Linked DNA regions of Mus musculus: region 1 is linked to region 2. Evidence: chromatin contacts called from public HiChIP or PLAC-seq data. All regions are on one chromosome and are shown on one strand. Each heading gives the region's core, a stretch centred on a gene start, on an enhancer-like site or on the middle of the called end of the contact. The rest is flanking DNA. Distances are from core to core; before and after follow the strand shown.

What was found. HiChIP or PLAC-seq counts read pairs in DNA pulled down with a chosen protein or histone mark.
Region 1: a contact with region 2 is called in an H3K4me3 HiChIP or PLAC-seq map of stem cell-derived neural progenitor cells, with 21 read pairs. The contact joins the enhancer-like site here to the promoter of Tasor2 in region 2. A contact is called at or near these places in 6 of 39 promoter capture datasets (cranial neural crest, embryonic stem cells, frontonasal cranial neural crest and 3 more), 16 of 484 Hi-C or Micro-C datasets (B cells, CD4 T cells, the G1E-ER4 cell line and 12 more), 20 of 115 datasets of contacts at active chromatin or transcription factors (the 230-238 cell line, CD8 T cells, the NIH/3T3 cell line and 15 more) and 2 of 9 other capture datasets (adipose tissue and liver).

The regions. Positions count from the first base shown.
Region 1 is chr13:3,876,846-3,879,567 of GRCm38.p6, forward strand. No RefSeq gene overlaps it. Among named protein-coding and RNA genes, the nearest start is that of Calm5, 24 kb to the left of the region's middle. Within about 2 kb of position 1,291, at least 32 of the 459 cell types and tissues checked have an H3K27ac peak or open chromatin away from gene starts, as enhancers often do.
Region 2 is chr13:3,609,589-3,612,420 of GRCm38.p6, forward strand. It overlaps Tasor2 (transcription activation suppressor family member 2), which reads right to left and starts at 1,520. Exons shown (of 20, transcript NM_134063.3): 1 at 1,202-1,520.

The DNA of each region.
Region 1 (2,722 bases), core at 41-2,540, 270 kb after region 2:
ACTGGAGGTCTGAAAAGAACACATGGCACTCACAGACCCACTGGACTGGAGAGCTGAAAAACTGTTTTGGGTTTCAGCCACCTCAGAAATGCAATTCTACATGACTTTGCTTGGACCAAAAAATGACCTGTGCTCTCCTTCTAATATTTACTCTGTAAGCCTTGCAAGGCTTTCCCTGTGACCTGCTTCGTTGCTGCCTTAGCTTATATATTCTGTCAGGGCAGTATCTCCACTAAACATCTTCCTTCTGACCTGTGTACTGAGGGCCCTTAACACACATGTGAGACAGGACAGAAAAGGAGAAGAAAATGCAGGCCAGGGTCCACCCTATCTATGCCTCCTTCCCTAATATCTGCAGTCATTACGCTCACTTGCTTCCCTCTCCCTCATCACTTGTTTACACTGCTCCTCTATCTCTTATTCTATACTGAATATCCATGGCCCCCAGGGTGGGGAGCTGAGGAGCTGAGCACTGAGCTCACACCTGGCAGTGCCCCAGGATAGACTTGTTCAGGCCTGAGACTTGGGTAGGGAGATGTGAGGACCAGCAGGCCTGTACTCCACGGTTGGCAGCAACGTCAGATAACAGAGGCCCCTTTCCAGCCCTGAAGCACTCACTTTGCAGGTGTGCAGAGAGGCTGGATCCTCATGTCAACCTCCCAAGTCACATTCAACTGACAGATGAGGTTTGCAGTGTTGAGAGGCCTGGTGGGAAGAGAGAGACGTCCGACCACGGACAAGTGGCCTGACGGCCCATGACCCCACCATGCAGGCCTTCTATGGTGGGAGAGGTGGTATCAAGTCCAGTCCCAAAGGGTGCTTGTGACCTCAGAGAGATGACTGCTTCCCTCTCCCCTCACAGGCAGGAAAGAGACAGGACACACAAAAACAGACATAGAAGCCGAGAGAACAAGTCAGCCAGAAACAGATTAACTCCTGTCAGACTTGACTGGAGGAGGTTAAAAGGGGTCACGAGTCTCCTCATCCAGATGGGGTGCTGCTCTGAGATTCAGGAAATCTGTTGTCTCTCTTCCCCTGGTTGTTCTGCCCTCTCCCTTGAAGAACAAGCCCAGGCAGATTTCTGCACATGGAAGGAATCCGGCACCCGCAGGCTACTGCTCTTTCAAATGCTGTGCTTGGCCTTGGTTAGGCACCAGGGTCCCTGATCCTCTGGATAGAGAGTTCTCTCAGGATCCATGGGAGAGTGAAGGCTGTGACCCAGATAACCAGGGGGAACAAGCTCACCCAGATATCCAGAAGGACAAGCTCAGACAACCTTGCTGTGAACTGACATTCAGTTTCTGCCTATAGAGCTTAGATAGTGTTATTCCAGCACATGGATAGTAGCTGAAGGAAATACAGACATGGTCCTTGAGTCTGGGTCATTTCTTTTGTTAAAAAGAGACTGTCTTTTGGAGGCTGAGGAGGTAGCTCAGTGGGTAAAATACTTATGCAAGTATGAAGACATAAGTTCAAGCCCAATACCAGTGTAAAGGAAATGGTGGTACATGTCAGAAATCTTGTGCCAGAGGGGCAGGGACAGCCAGACCAGTGAGTCAGTGAGCTTCTGGTTCAATGAAAAGATCATTCTCAGAAAATCAGGTGGAACGACAGAAGGAAGACATTCAGCATCAGTCTCTGGACACACACACACACACACACACACACACACACACACACGCAACACAGTTGGAAGGAGTTGCTTTGTTCACTTGTCACTCTTGCTGTATGAAGATACCCATACGTATTCCGATGTGGACACATCTTGAAAGCAAATGGCAACCCTCTTAAGCAGCAGATCTGTTTGCACGTTGTAAACAGACTCCAGAATGATAAGAAATGAATTTGTGTTCTTTATAAATTATCCAGTCTCTGGAGTTTTGTAACAGCAGTACAAATGATCTAGCAAGGTAAGACAGCACACATAGAAGCAGACCAAAGCTAACAGAAAAGATTACTGATAGATTTCAAATATATCACATAGAAGAAGAAGCAAAACTATGGAGGCAATAGATTAGTGATGGTTGGGAAAGGGAAGAGGGCCAAGCAGAAAAGGGGGAGTTATGGGACAGTGGCAGTGTTCTACACGATTTCTTGAATTTGTCAAAGGACATACAATGCTCTTCACAGAGTCAACTGTCCTGTAAACCACGGCTTCTAGGCAATGGTGAAGTATGATCTATTGGAGAGGGAAAGCAAACATACCTCCATGGTGCACAGAGCGCTGTGCCTGTGTGTGAACAGGAGCGTATGGAACTCCTCTTCTTGTGAGTGCATGGCTGTGTGTGGGCTAGAGTCATCTTCCAGTGTTGTCTCTCAGGAATGGTTCACCTCTTTACAAAGTAGACTCTTTCACCAGGACCTGGGAATCACCAGGCAGGACCCTCCCATCTCCTCCTCCCCAGGACTCATTGCATACCACCACACCTGGCTCTTTTACATGGGGATTGGAGATAGAAATGCAGGTATCCCTTGTGGGAGTGGGTTTTCTCCATCTACCATGTCGGTCTCAGGGATCAAATTCAGCTCACTAAGCTTGGCAGCAGGAGCCTTTGCCAACTGAGCCAGCTCACTGGCCCACAAGCTTTTAAGTAATGACCTGACTCACCTTGTAAAGGCCCTTTCCTTCCCTTAATGCTATCAAACTGGCCATTAAGTTTCAGCATATGAATACTAGGAGATAAGTTCATAAAAGGGGCTAAGAAAAGGTGCTGAGGAGGAA
Region 2 (2,832 bases), core at 270-2,769:
TCAGATATGCTACAGGTAACAAGTAGTATCAGGCAAGTTTCCTGGCAGTTTTCAAATTTCAATTTACTTAAATGTTTGAACCAGAGAGATGCCATTTATCTTTCTTATTTAAAAAAAAAAAAGTAGGAAACAAATTGGCAACACACTCAAACATCATCTTCTTTAAAACTAATTATTGACAAATATTCGTGTTTTTTTTTTTTCTAACTTGGGCTCGCTAGGTATTGATATACACTGGTAACACTGGAGCTACCCTTTACCAAACAATTTCCCAATACGGGAGGTATTCGCTTACACTATCAGGTATATGTGCTTTGTCCTAAACCTCTTCGGTAGGATTTCCAACAATCTCAGATTCTATACTATGACATATTCACCCCGCCTTCCTTTTGCTCTTCTAAGGGGAAACACTGTTGAGTCCTCAGGTTGTTTATTATAGAGATTTAGGAAAGACTTTCATTCGCTTCCCAGTTCTAAGTTTCCCTTCAGAAAGAATACAGGGGGGAGGAGCTTAACAAGAGGCGCGTCAAACTGGTAAACGGAGATTAAGGGAGACTCGAGATCTTCCGAAATAGCTCCAGTTTTGAAAGTTAAGCCACGGTTTCCTACCAAGTGCCGGTTGGTGCTCCCCTCTAACCAACCTCGGGGCCAGCGTACTGGCAGATCCCTTCACCGCTGCTGCAGCCGTCGGCTGCTGTCTTCCATATGGGCAGGCCCACTTATACGTAATAAAGAAGTTAAACCATGCCGTGCGTTGCCATAGATTCTACAGAACCCCGAACTCCGACCTGAGGGTTTCCCCAAAACCCCTCAGGGGGATGAGCTAGGCCAACCCCAGGCAAGGGAAAACTTCAGTGCAGAAGGATCCCATCCATCCCTTGGGGGGATGGAGCTGCTCTGTGACCGGTGTCACAAAACAAACCGCGCCGGGCTTTCCGCCTCGGAACGCAGACACCCATCCGGACGACCGCCACGGGCTCGGTGGAAACCCCGTCTAACCTTAGCTTCTGCAAGGCGGAGCTGAGCGGAGGAGCGGGGGTTGGGAGGGTCCCGCATCCCGGGCGACCGAGGCGTCTGCCCAGTGGCCCCCCGCGCCGCCCTGCCCGCCCACCAGTACGCGCCCCGCGAGCCAGCCACGCTCTTGCTTCCCCACGGGGGTCCTCGCCCCGGACGCCCCAACACCTGAGGGAAGGAGCGTTACCTGTCGCCGGCGCGGCCGCCTTCCCTGAAGAGACGAGCTCACCACTCGGTGTCCTCCTCATGCTTTTCCAGCCCGTCCCTTTCTCCTCCTGACCCCTCGCTCCGCCGCGTCTCCCGACCTCGCCTCACGAGCCCGGGTGTCCCGGGCGCGCGCTAGCCCCGGTCCCCTCACTCAGCCTCACAAGCGAGAAGCCGCTTCCGAAACAAGCCAGGCGCGGGGAAGGCGTCCGCTCTCCAGCCCCCGGGGAACCAGCGACCGGAAGTGAAACCTCGTGCGCACGGAGAAAGAGAGCAGGCTCCGAAGACAGAAAGTGAAAACTAAAGCGCCGTGCTCGCCTCGCCAAGGCCAATCACAAGGAGCACAGCGACGCGCAGGCGCGACCGCCGCCAGCATCCACGTTGCTCCTGCTTTTCCAGTAGGCGCAGGCGCAGGGGGGGGAGGGCAAAGCTAGCTCCGGATTGGACGACCCAGCCTTCCTTGGCTTCTCGCGAGATGTAGGCGGCGGGATCTAGAAGGCGTGCACAGGAAATGAGGCTCCTCAGTCGGAACCTCTTCTAGTGTATTGTGGGTTACTCATGGCCGCTTTTCTGGCTTTTTCTGTACCAGGTGCTGTAATGGGACAGGGCAAGATAGTACAGAGACGCTTCCATCTTGTCTCCTTGCTGAGGCCATTTTAGGTTTAACTAAAAATGATTTTCTTGATGAAAAATTACCCAGATGTTCTTGACTGGAAGCGAAGATGTCACAGCTAACTTACTTTCTGTCAAACTGCTTGCTGGTCTACACCTCCTCCTGCAGCTCCTGAGTGCGATCCAGGATGTAGTTTTGCCTTTAAAAGCCCCTTGGTGTAAGGAAGGTGTAAATGCTCAGGGCTACACTTCGTCCGAAAACCTGAGTATAGTCCTAGCTGGCAGGAGTAAAGACAGTTAACTAGCTATAAACTGAAGGTCATCTTCAGTGACTCTGGTGATGCTGGTTGATCTAACCCAAGTGCCACATCTCACTGCTGTTTGATTTTGCGGAATGTTAAATCCATACAAAACTTAAGTTCATTGTGGGAGTTCTCCAGACGAACTTGAAATTTATTATTTATATGAGTGTTGAGGTGACTATAAGTAACAATTCAAGTCTATCCTTTCTATAGATAAGAACCGCTGAGAGAAATTAAGCAGTACCAAGGACCTTGTGCCACGGTTGAAATTTTGTTACGATGAGATTTAGTCATTCAGTGGGCGAGTATACTTGTGGCTAGTTCCATATTAAAAACTGGGATTGGAGAGATGGCTCAGCAGTTAAAAGCACCGACTGTTCTTCTGAAGGTCCTGAGTTCAAACCCAGCAACCACATGGTGGCTCACAACCATCTGTAATGAGATCTGATGTCCTCTTCTGGTGCATCTGAAGACAGCTACAGTGTACTTAAAACATATAATAATAATAATAATAATAAGGGCTAGAGAGATGGCTCAGTGGTTAAGAGCACGACTGCTCTTCCGAAGGTCATAAGTTCAAATCCCAGCAACCACATGATGACAACCATCTGTAATGAGATCTGATGCCCTCTTTTGGGGTGTCTGAAGATAGCTACAGTGTACTTACATATAATAAATAAATCTTTTAAAAAATAATAAT